Linked DNA regions of Danio rerio: region 1 is linked to region 2. The links are chromatin contacts, called in public Hi-C maps. All regions are on one chromosome and are shown on one strand. The core of a region is the stretch at or near the end of the contact, and the rest is flanking DNA. Distances in the headings are between cores, read along the strand shown.

Region 1 (6,649 bases), core at 2,136-4,635, 260 kb before region 2:
ATCCCTAGTACACACATTAAAAACTAGTGTCATTTTATATTTAATTATTCAATTTGTCTTCCTGAGATCCGTACATCATTTATTTATTTCAAACTTTTCTCTACTGTATTTCTCAATGCTTGTGATTTATTACATTTAATGCAGATGTGCTCTACTATAAAATCATAATATCAATCAAAAAGTTATTTTCAAATAGAGCTATTCAACTCATCTGTTAAAATTCTACTCAATATCGCAGTTTGTATCTCAGAAAAATCAAATATCGCAATATCCATTTTATCCAATATTGTGCAGCCTAGTTTGAAATCAGTGAAGGGCGAGTAAATTAAGACATTTTCATTTTTGGGTGAACAATCCCTAATTAATGCACTTATAAATTGTAAGAATATATATTCATAATATTGATGTTTACTTGATCCAATAAACACAAATGATCTTATTTGTCTGCAAACGCTTGAACAAGGGTGTATAAGAGTTTATAATCAGACATCAGTGCTAGAAAGCAATCATCAGTAATTAATGTAATGAAGTCACTTTCTGTCTGTTCTCATTGCTGACCACTGCTTTTGCACCACAGTACTGAACGAGCTCATGAATTTACAGTTTCTGTTGCTGGTTTTGCACTGCTGCTACTTTAGCTGTTCCAAATAAAATGTTCCCCCACCCCTGTTTTCATAACCGAAATGTAATATTATTACATACTCGTCTGCCTTATAAGCATTGATCTATAGTGTGCCGGTAGGTAACTGCTTATCTTGTGCAATCATAGAGGCTTATGCAATATTATAAGGGGTAAAGATGTAAACAGTTTAATTCAGTTTTTTTATTGGTGTAATTAATAAAAGCTTAGAAAAACAAACTGGTTTGTGTGTTTTTTCATAACAGTCAACAAAAGCAATAATAAGAAGTAATACTTGTTGAAATTGCAGTTGACCTTTTTGAAAATTTACTATGGGTTCACTACAAAAATAATGATTTCTGTAGTTTTATGCGAACTACAATTTAACCATGGATTTGCTATTTTAGCGAAGCTGTAGTTTTACAAAAAAGATTTACTTTATAACATGACTTTACTACAATAAACCATGGTAAATTTAACTTGCGTGAAAAAACTATGTGGTGTGGTGCTGGCAGCCTAGAATTAGTCATTAAATAAATATTATATTTTAATATTGCATTATTTTTATAAGGGTGGTCAAATGTATTTTCATATGATTTTCATTTCTTTATTTTTGTTGTAGAATTATTAAGACACAGCAGTGTGATATATTTTCTGCTGGCTCCCCTCACATGTTGTTTTGACATCCTTAAAGGGTTAATTAAGGGAGAACCCTGGATGCATCCTCATACACTCGCTTATAAATATAAACCAACCCTTGCCTAAACACCCACATCAAAATGCTAAGATTTGATGTTTTTGGTCAGAATATATGGAGTCTATTTGCAAAAACAAATAACTACTGTTGGTATTTTATTCATTTATTTTTGAGTAGGTATATTGCAAAAATTTTTTAAAATAATGACCGTTTCTTAAGTCATAAAATATTTAATCTAAATATTTCTAATCTATGCAATGCACATAAATGCAAATTTAAATTAAACTAGGAACCTTTTAAAGCAAAAAAAAAAAAAAAAAACTTTTTTTTACTTTTTTACTTTAGTAACTTTAGGACTTTAATTGATGCAACAATATATATGATCACAGAGTCTCGTGCAATATGCAAGGTAAATATTATGCCACATTCAGAATGTTTTGTATAATAGTTAACTAATTAAACCAAACTATCACACCAAGGTAACCAAATTTTTGTTATCTTGCCTGGGGCCCCACCATTCTATGATTTAATTTTCGGTTCATTTATGATTAGAAGTAGGCATGGGACAATAACTATTTTCAAGGTATGCCACGGTTTGGAAATTTCAAGGTTTTAAAACTGCCAAAAAATTCTGCTATACCGTTCCTAAGGTGTGTACATTTTTTTTTTTTTACTTTTTTCTTTTGTATTTTTTAGGACAACAGTATCTCCAGCAGAAAAGATTTGCAAAGATGCCCTTTTATATTGCAATGAACTCTGTGTTTTTGAAAATAATGAAGACAGCAGAAGTCAATAATTCATTTGAATTATTAGATTGAGGTTTACTGTTACGAAATATTTTAAATGTTTCTTAATATAAAATATATTGTGTTCATTGGGGGGAAAAGTTTTAGATTTTTACCCAGATATTTCAGAAGAATAAATCTTAGAGCAGTAATCACAACGTCAAACTATATTTTTATTCAAGATTATCGTACCTTCAGAATCTTATACCGGCCCATGCCTAATTAGAAGTAGTGATTATTGTGAATATAAATCAAACCTGACAAAACAAGATATGTCATTCTTTCACCATTAGCCAACACAAAAATAAGTTAAAATACTGAAGTATAGAAAGTTAAGTATAGAAAATATTGATTAAAAATCCCTAATTAGTACAATAAAAACAGTATGAGGTGAAATTCCATTAAAACACAAGTTCTAATGAGATTTTGAAAACCAAACCAGATTCCATAGGAAAAAAAGTGGAAATTCAAATGAATTAAGTAATAATGTCCAAAAGGATTTAAATCATATAGGACAAAGTGAAATGTTCAATAAAACTTTTACAAATCCTACAAGATTAACTGAAATTCCAACAGGATTTTTTTGACAAGGGTTTTAAATAAATTTTAAACAATCCAATTTTTTGGTTATGCATATTAACAGTTTTACTACAATTAAATGAAATTAATATAAATGTCATTTACAAGACAAGTACTCATAAACTGAGGAAAACTCAGTTTAAAACTAACCATTTGTCATGCTGGGTTAGTTTTGTGTTAGATAACAGTTAACCCAACACATCCAATCATTCAGAAACACGATATTCGTTCTTCTAACTTACTGCTTAAAAAAGCTCTAAATTGGACAACAAATGATGGCCTATTCCTGGAAAGTGTCACACGCAACCAGTGAACCTCGGGGGATTGAAATTCGCAGCACTTACCAGATTTTGTTGGATTAAAGGGAGTTTAAACAACATTTGGTGGGATCATCCGAGCAAAACCGCATCAGATGACACGATGGTATCGCAGTTTGAAGACAACAGAGCGAAAGCTAAATTTGGGCTGACGTTAATTAGTTCACCTGTCCAGATTCTGTTTGACGGTCAGTAAATCCACTACGTTAACCGAGACATGAAAATGTCACAATCTCACCGTACAATGGTTTAAACAAAACAAAGTACGTAAATTATAATACCCTTTGCTCAGCCAGGAGTGTTTTATGTTTATTAACAGCTATATTTACTCTGAGGTGTGTCAACAGCCCCAAATAGTCTTAACTCGACGATATATTATAAACACACTGACCAGCAAGTGGCGCTACAGGCAAATACGTGAAGATTTTCGGTTTGTCTGGTGAATGGAGCAAAAGCAAAAGTGGTTTTTAAATATTTTATGGCAAATACATTATTTATATAAAACTGGCCATTCCTAATGATGCTTAAATATTTATAATTTCACAAGATTTAGTAAAACAACAGGTAACCTCATGACATGTAATCCATTTTAAGAGCTAGTCTACGGTTTTGATTTGTTTCATTATTGACCAGAATAACAAACGTTTCATTTTTTGTCACTGAAAATTAATGTTATTCCACAAAATATTGATTTTAACTATTTAAGTTAAAACATGGGCAGTCTCACAGCAAGGTCGCTGCTTTGAGACTCGGCGGGTCAGTTGGCATTTCTGTGTGGAGTTTGCATGTTTTCCCCGTGTTCGCGTGGGTTTCCTCCTGCTCCTGTTTCCCACACAGTCCAAAAACATGGTATAGGGGAATTGGCTAAGCTAAATTGTCCGCAGTGTATATTTGTGAATTATTGTGTATGTTTCCTATATTGATGAGTTGCAGCTGGAAGGGCACCCCCTGTGTAAAACATATGCTGGATATTAAAACATTGGTATTAAATTGTCTAAAATATACTTTTAATAATGCAAAACATGCTCTAAATTAGTGATTTCCATAGTTGGGGTCGGGGCCCCATGGGGCGTTGCAGGACAATGTGAAGGGGTCGCCAAGTGATTAAAAAAAATCAAATAAACTATTAGAATTACCACATTTTTTACATAACCTACACAAGATTAAAATAGTATTTACTAGTTACATAAAAAACACTATGCAATAAAAAGCTATCAGCCTTTCAATATTAATAATATTATTTGTAACATTGAATATATATTCTGCTGAAAAATCCAGCGTAAACCAGCCTAGGCTGGTTTGCTGGTTTTAGCTGGTCAACTAGGCTGGTTTTAGAGGGGTTTTGGCCACTTCCAGGCTAGTTTCCAGCCATTTCCAGCCTGGTCTTAGCTGGTCAGCTATGACCAGCTAAATACAGCTAAAACCAGCTTGAGCAGCCTAGCCAAAACCAGCTATGTCCAGCTTAAAACAGGTTGGTCAAGCTGGTTTTAGCTGGATTTGGCTGGTCATTTTCCAGCCTGAGCAGCTAAGACCAGGCTGGAAATGGCTTGAAACCAGCCGGGAAGTGGCCAAAACCCCTCTAACACCAGCCTGGTCGACCAGCTAAAACCAGCCAACCAGCCTAGGCTGGTTTAAGCTTGATTTTTTTTAGCAGGTAGCGTCAGTTGCAGCAACTTTGACACCTTTACGGAACTAACGTACTTTAAAAATAAAAGTTTTTTTTTAAAAGATTTAAAAAATCATACACAACTGAAGATAGAGGATGATCTTCATGTGACTGTCTCCAAAATTAAACCTTGCAGTAAACATTGTGCCCACCAGTCTCATTAGATTAGGTTAATATTAAATTAAACCAATGAATAATAAACAAAAAAGTAAAAATATGATTTTTAGATTTTTGCACTTTTTTTTAGCATATTGTGTTGTAAATATGCTTGTGTTTATATAGGCCTAATTGTGTGTGTGCACCATTGTGTGCAAAACTTGTTCAGTTGAAGTCCGAATTATTAGCCCACATTTTTTATTTTTGCCATGATGACTGTAAATAATATTTAACTAATTTGTTTCAAGACACTTCTATACAGCTTTATGTGACATTTAAAGGCTTAACTAGGTTAATTAAGTTAACTAGGCAGGATAGGGTAATTAGGCAAGTTATTGTATGAGGATGGTTTGTTTTGTGGACTATCGAAACAAATTTGCTTAAAGGGGCTTATAATTTTGACCCTAAAATGGTTTTAAAAATTAAAAACTGCTTCTATTCTAGCTGAAATAAAACAATTACTCCAGAAGAACTTTCTCCAGAAAAAAAAAATATTATCAGACATACTGTGAAAATGTCCTTGCTCTGTTAAAACATAATTTGGGAAATATTTAAAAAAAGAAAAAAAAAAATTAAAGGGGGTCTAATAACTTCAACTGTATGTTTAAAACCACCTCAGAGGATAGTGGGCGTCGCTGGTCACTGAAATTGTATTTTAGGTGTCACAGGCTCAAAAGTTTGAGAACCCCTGCTCTAAATGACAAGTCTTATTTTGAGAACCCCTGCTCTAAATGACAAGTCTTATTTTGAATTTGGGAAAAAAGAAAACCTTTGTCAAATGCCACATCATCATTTTCAAGTAATAATGATCATTTCTTTATTGCTGCTGATTAAAATAATGATCAAGATGCTATAAATCACACAACAGGCATAAAAGGATATATCATTTATTGCACTCTAGTGCATTTTAACACGAAAATGAACAATTTTCATTACAAAAGCAGGACATAGTTTCACTTGGTGACTTTTAAAAATCTTGTTAAAGACAAGTTATTCCTCATACACATTCTCATGCAGTAAGTTTGGCTTGTTTGCAGTTTTGGACGTATTTTGTAGGCTTATAAATTGCTCAGGATGCATTAACAATCTGCTTTTGTCCAGAGTTTACTTTAATTAATGATCATGCGACTGGCATTGTGTTGTTTTGTTGAGGTGTACATTTCAGCTTAAAATTTAGAAAAGTATAAGAAGGAGAAAAAAAAAAACTTTTTACAACACATTACAAGCCCTACAGGCTCAGTCCTTCAGTTTAGGGATTCATATCAGTCCCGAGACCCATACATCCACCATTAACAACTTCAGTGTCCAAAATATTACAAATTCAGTCAATATAATGTATTTATAAATGTGTAAAATGACCAATAAACATGTTGAAGTCTTTAATGTGCTTTTTTTGCATTTTGTAAAATGCATAAAATACATACTGTGAGTGCAGGATTTATTATTAAAATAATAATTCATAATTTGTTGACTATGTTGGGTATAGATTACATCTCAAACTAAATCTTTGGCAGTTCTTGTTTTATAAAAGTGCTGTTGACACCATCAAAAGTGTCCCTTATCTTAGAAAGCCCTATAATGGATTTTCTTTTACATATATATACCATAATACCCTGGCAAAATGTTAGTGGAACATAATCTAAGCATGTATTTGTGCTAAAACACCTTCATTTTTACAATATAATGCACAAAATAAAGGAGCCTATCTAATGTGGTCACTTTTAAAAAGATACATTCAAAAACTCGTAGCCTAACAGCTGTAAAGCATACCGGAAAAGCACTCATTTTATACAAATTCTTCAATTAACATATTAACAACAACATAAAAGG
Region 2 (6,891 bases), core at 14-2,513:
GCATGATATGAATGTGTAGTGTGCATGTTAAACTGCTAAACAATTAATGAAAAAAAAATTGTCATTGCAGTGGATAATCAACGTTTGCATCTAAAGTAAATGTACAAACAATGGACTAAGTTGTAAGTAAAAATCTGTAAGTGAAATCTAAATGCTTTCCAATAAGGGGGAAAGAAAAACTGAAGGTCAGAGAGTCATGCTGATCAAAATGCATACATAAAATTACACAATAGAGTCTTTAAATAAAATCATGAGAGCGAAAATATGCACTCATTTCTAAGTCTCTTGTAATAGGCCTATGTTGCTACTTTCAAGTAACTTAAGTTACCTTTCTTCATGGTCATGGTGACTAATGTAAAGTCCCCATAAGGGAGTTTTGCTAGTAACAAGACCAGTATTATAAAATCCATTATAAACACTTGGCTGACCACAGCTTTCAGTACCTCCATTACATTTATCAGTGGTAGTCTATTTGGAAAACATAATAAACAATATAAAAATTTTACTAAACCCATTTATTTATAGCAAGAGTGATTAATATCAGGTTACCGCTTATTAATAAATCGATCCTCCAAAATGTTTACCAAACAAAGTTTCCCAACACCTTGAGCCTATAGGTTAGGCCTATTTGTTTTACACCTTATTGACGATATCAAAACCAAATAAAGTGGGTGTCAAAAAGTGTATGCATACAGAAAGTTTATATTTTAGTTTACGTATAGATTAATTTATGACACTTTAAGTAATGTTAAATAAGGCTACCAGCATTGCTGTACAATTAACTGTGTTTTAATAGGGGAATGGGATTTATTGTGTGACATGGGCTATAATTAGCTATATTTTGCGCCCTATTACAAACATATCCATAAATTGTAATTTATGACTGGTAAATTAAAGCTCCAACCTCCTCCATCGCAGCTGCAGTCTCCGTCCCCGTCAGTGAACGCATCGAAGTCGTCATCGTCGTCGTAATAATCGAAAGACAGCGCTTCGTTTTCTCCGTCTACTTCATTGTTTTTCCGTGCGCTTGTCATTCTCCGAGTTTGAGAAATTTAATCTGAGGAGGCAGCCAAACTTTTCCACATTGTCATCCGATACGGTCAAGCCATGGTGAACTTTCACCTCCTCCCCCTCTTTCGCTCACAGCGGGTGCCTGTGCGCGGTATCACGGCTGACCGCGGCTGTTCATCAGCGGCCCCGCTGGAAGAAAAGCCGCGGCGCGGGACAAACTTTCTGACAGGAGACCGGCTGATATGGGACGCCTCCCTTCCCCAAACAAACAGGCTGTGCATGGACTCCTAGCACTCTGTGGATCTCGGGAGATGTAGTCTTTTACGGGATAAATTTAGAAAATTAATTTAGTAACCTTACTATTACCCTTTTTTGTGTGCATAATCTATTACATGTATGTAGTCGGCTGTTAATTTTAAATATCCTTATTTTATTAGGCTACAAAATATATATTTATTTTTAAAATTGAAAGGCCATCTCTTATTAACAAAATATTATTAATATCTAATACAATTTTGCTATTCTTATGGTATGCATATTAATCAAACAGACCTAAATGTTTTTCTTATTTAACTTATTAATATCATTAATATACTTGTTAATATATAAAATAATTTTGTTTCATACTTCTGGCACTAATTTTTATTAGCCTATAATTAAGTATTTGTATTAGTTTGTTTAATTAATGATAGACATTTACTTAGAAACGGACAAAAATTAAATAATCGAATTTTATTAATAAATAAATAATTATAATTGATGTTGTTTTATTATTATCATAAATATGAAGATATAGCTTTAACATTTAATTAAATCTGCTTATTAACATTAATAATTTTATTTAGACTTCTTTAAAAACTTTAATTAACAAAATATTAACATTAGACATGCTTCATATTATTCTTATCATCTATTTATAAGTTTAATGCCGTTCGACTAGTTGGATCCGCTGGATGGCGCTGTAAATGCTTTGATGTGGCACTGAATTATATTAATGGAGCAGATTAATGCACGTCTATGAGTCTCATTCCTTTGTTTGCAGCTGAAAAATTATCATTTGAATTCTCTAGTTTATCTCTCTCTCTCTTCAAGAATAAGTAAGTCAAGTTTATGTCTTGTACATACTCTGTGCAGATGATTTCAGGCATAGAAGGGAATTTTCAATGCATATTCCCTAACATGGGATTAAAGACAATACATCAGAAAACTGCACACTCTTGATTCCTCAGATTTATAACCAGCAATATAAACTTCAAAAGATGAATTGAGTCTCTTTTTGCAGCTATAAAAAATGCTTAAAACTGTAGTTAAAAAAATGTTATACAATAATCAAATATAACCCCTATTAACCCCTATGTACTGTTGGGAATGTTTTCATCCACTCTGGGGTGATTTTTTAGTCTTAATTTGGCCATAACTGGTGTTTCAGCTAGCAGAATGATTTTGGTGACATGTTATTTAGAAACAAATGTTAGGAAAATAAAAAAAACTCAACGATACACTCTGGACAAATTTACTACCCTGTTGTTATGCTTGGGAAGAAAACATCCACTGAATTAAACTGCTGTAAACATGCATCAGATTAAATTGTTATTATTATTATTATTATTATTAATATTATTATTATTATTATTATTATTATTATTATTATTATTATTATTATTTCCATAAATCTGTTAATCAACTTCAGTCCTGATCAAATTGATTAAATTGCTTAGAATATTACAGGATTTTAACTCTTTAATTGCCAAATTCATAAATACAGTTGCTGATTTGTTGAAAAAAAAACACACAAAATGCCATGTATTTAATATAACAAATTATTGTGGACTTGATTTTTTTAACCTTTTATCAAAGTCCTAGACATGTGAAACAACATTGCCTTTAATGCATTGTTTTTGATAGATTTTTTCTCTCCTTACTTTACTGTTAGCTGTTATTTGCCACATTGACTTCCATTATAACCACATTTTTTTTTACAAAACCATGACACCATATAATCATGCATTTTTGATTGTTGGTAGTTTTCCCTGTCGGGAAGGGGCACAATTTGTTAGTTTTACTGTTGATCGTCTGTTGGCACCATTAACCCTTTAGATAGGCCTGTGCAAAAAAAAAAAAAAAAAAAAAAAAAGCTGAAAAAAAGCTGTGTCTGGATTTTATATGGAGTATAACAGCAAATTAAAGTGTGTGTGCGTGTGTGTGTCTGAGTGTGTGAAATTGACATTTATGCACTTAACTTAATGTGTCTGAGAAAATCAAAAGATGTATCCCAGCTCTCAGAACTACATGGAGTAAACAAAAACAAAGACTGTGAATTATGAACCATCAAATATGGTTTTAATGGAAGTTAATGGTGCAAAAACAGCCACCAACAGTAAATTAGAGAAAAAATGAAAATCTAACAATGCATCAAAGCCAATGCTTACTAAACATTCAAATGCAAGACTGATAAAAGGGAAAAAATATCCAGTCCACAATTACTTTTTATGTTGAAAATACGTCATTTTGTGTGTTTTTCATCAATTCAGTGACATCACTTGTGAATTTAGCAATTAAAGAGTTAAAATCCTGTAATTTTCTAAGCAATATAGTAGTTTGAATAAATGCAAAAAATTATGATTTTAAAACAGTATAATTCAGTAGATGCAAATTTGAAGAGTGCACAAAAGTTAATAATAATAATAATAAATAAAACTGCGAGCTAGAATAACAGGTATTTTTGTGCAATGTTCAAGAAACTGATGTAGATGCGGAAATATTCTGTACAGTGAATCCAGACTATTGTGTTCCCTGAGGATTTGACCTACTGCAGTTCCACTGATTCTGTACCCACAAAGCCAACATACCGCCAGCTGATGCTAGTAATTTCCTCTGGGACAGTTGACAGGCAGATGAGAGTGGTGTAGGTGGTGCAGTACAGATGTTTAGTGCTGTATGTATATGAACTCTGCCCTTTTTCCAGTCCAAACCACAGAATCTCTGAAAAAGTTATGCCTTTTATTATTATTATCATCCAGTCATCTTTGTTTACCTTTAGTATAGTTGATATTTTAATATTACATTCAAACAATCTGTTATTACAGTTCATATATTCAAAAGCATAATCACTGTTTTCAAGCAACTTAAATTTGAATGAAACATAATATCTAATCACTATACAGCACACTTATTAATAAATTCATCATAAATGTTTAATCACACTTTTCACCCAAACACATTAGTTATTGAAAAACTCAAACATATTTTTGGAATCTTAAACAGTGTAAGAAAATTGTAAAATAATGTATCAGTTTATTCGAAAGTTTTTTCTCTCTTTTTTTCAGACTGGTTTTTACATTTAAAAATATACAGTAATATGTGACCCTGGACCACAAAACTAATAATGCAGTAAGTGTCAATTCATTTTAAATTTAGATTTCTAAATAAGCTTTTTATTCACGTAATTGCTGAGAGCCTCAGCCATCAGCACCAGCAAGTATCACCATGCTCTAAAAAGGCAGTCCACTTCTTTAAAGGGTCACGAAACAGCAAAACACATTTTTGAGATGTTGACAGTCATATATGTGTCCCACATTGCTAAAAACACTATAAGGACTATTTCACAAAAAAATAGAAAATTGTTTTTTGCGTTGTTTTAAGCTAATTTATTCCTCTGGTTTGAAAAGAAATTTTGAAGCTGCGTCACGGCGATGAAATCCTTGGGTAAATTCCAGCGTGGAGATTGGCTCTCTGTACCGGACAGTACACAGTGACGTCTTTGAGCTTTCAGCATTAATTCATGAGGAAGACTTGGTTTGAGCCAATTAGCGCACTATTGTGAACCACATGCAACTTCATTAATATACATGATATAGCAACTTTTAAAAAGTTTTAAAAAGTGACTTTTATTATAATTATTGAAATGTCAATAATTGTCACTGTTATACTGTAGAGTTTTATTACAGTTAGAGTTTTATACTTTTAGAGTTTTTAGAGTGGATAGAACAGAGACATACATGTAAATTGCAATTATAAATATACGGAAAACACTTAAAATATGGAAACTGTAAATTACAGATATTTTTACAGTGTACTTGAACATCTGGTATCTGAGGCTTCAAAATATCAAATTATTGAGAAAATCACCTTTAAAGTTTCCAAACAAATTCATTATTAAAAAATAAGCTTCAATATATTTACAATTAGAATTTACAAAATATCTTCATGGAACATGACCTTAGCTTATTCTAATGATTTTTGCAATGAAATAAAATGAGATTTTTTAACCTATGAGTACAATGCATATACACTCACCGCCCACTTTATTAGGTCTAATACCGGGTTGGACCCCCTTTTTGCCTTCAGAATTGCCTTAACCCTTTGTGGCATAGATTCAACAAGGTACTGGAAATAGATCAGAGATCCTCAGAGATTTCAGTCCATATTGACATGATAGCATCAAGCAGCTGCACATCCATGATGCAAATCTCTCGTTACTCAACATCCCAAAGGTGCTCTATTGGATTGAGATCTGGTGACTGTTGGGGCCATTTGAGTACAGTGAACTCATTGTCATGTCTAAAAAAAAAACAGTCTAAGATGATTCGTGCTTTATGACATGGCGCTTTACCTTGCTGGAAATAGCCATCAGAAGATCAGCAATAATACTCAGGAAGGCTGTGGCATTGACGTGATGCTCAAATGGTACCAATGGGCCCAAAGTGTGCCAAGAAAATATCCCCCACACCATTACACCACCACCTCAAGCATCAACAAGGCATTTGTGCTCACAGAACTGCCTCTCACTGAATATTTTCTCTTTGTCTCACCATTCTCTGTAAACCCTAGAGATGATTGTGAGTGAAAATCCCAGTAGATCAGCAGTTTCTAAAACACTCAGACCAGCCCATCTAGCAAAAACAACCATGCCACATTCAAAGTTACTTAAATCACCTTTCTTCCCCATTCTAATGCTCGGTTTGAAGAGCAGCAGATCGTCTTGACCATGTCTACATGCCTAAATGCATTGAGTTGCCACCACGTGATTGGCTGATTAGACATTTGTGTTAACAAGCAGTTGGACAGGTGTAACTAATAAAGTGGCCGGTGAGTGTAAGATTCTAAATATACTGTATGTATCCTACACTATATTGCACTGATTGGTCATTTAGTAAAAGCAAATACACATTTACCACAGACTACATGCTGCTGTTGACAGCCAAGTAAAGCATAATTTCAAGAAATCTGAATATGCTACATTTTGTTTTACTCTTACTTGAGTATAGCACAGTTTAATCTTTAGGGTCAGTCGATCATTTTATAAAAGATCAGCTTAGAAATGATCCATTCACGAGGCTCGTGCTATAAGCACTGCAGTAACAGCTTGACATCTGTCCTCATTTCAATCTCCATGTAAAATAGGGTGTAATATACCGGTACATATACTGTGTAAAAATAATATGCTGATAAAAAAGACTTAAACTGAATCAAAATAATGATAATATTATAGTTAAACAAGACTAAATAATAATGATTAAAAATCGAGAATTATTTATTATTATTATTAGGTCAGGGAAGTGTTTGGAGGGCATTTTCCGGTTGAGCAATGATTGAATCATCTTGTTAATTATTTTCATGCCAACACCGTTCCTCCCATTTGCCCTGCAAACGCTTTTCATTTTTGTGTTATCTTAATATGCATAATTTCCCTGTGGATGAAGTAATGTAATATTCATGAACCCACATGATGAATATGGCCTTGAAAACAACAGAAACGGCACAAGCAAAACACACAAAAATGAGAACTGCTGTATTGCATGCAACGTGGTAACCCACTTTAAACTCCCAGATGTTTGTATTACATACTTTGTGATGACTTCAAAGCACAAATGTTGTGTT

The links. Hi-C and Micro-C count contacts between places; a contact is called where the count stands out from the background.
Region 1: a contact with region 2 is called in a Hi-C map of an unstated tissue, with 2.6 times the contacts expected there. The contact joins the promoter of si:ch73-204p21.2 here to the promoter of rragd in region 2. A contact is called at or near these places in 2 of 18 Hi-C or Micro-C datasets (caudal fin and an unstated tissue).

Annotation. Positions count from the first base shown.
Region 1 is chr17:17,301,579-17,308,227 of GRCz12tu, reverse strand. It overlaps si:ch73-204p21.2, which reads right to left and starts at 3,385. Exons shown (of 9, transcript XM_073928366.1): 1 at 3,279-3,385. It overlaps clmna (calmin a), which reads right to left. Exons shown (of 14, transcript XR_012393297.1): 14 at 5,691-6,649. It overlaps map7a (microtubule-associated protein 7a), which reads left to right. Exons shown (of 14, transcript XM_694976.8): 14 at 1-859.
Region 2 is chr17:17,040,582-17,047,472 of GRCz12tu, reverse strand. It overlaps rragd (ras-related GTP binding D), which reads right to left and starts at 1,263. Exons shown (of 7, transcript NM_001099424.2): 1 at 905-1,263. The coding sequence starts at 1,034.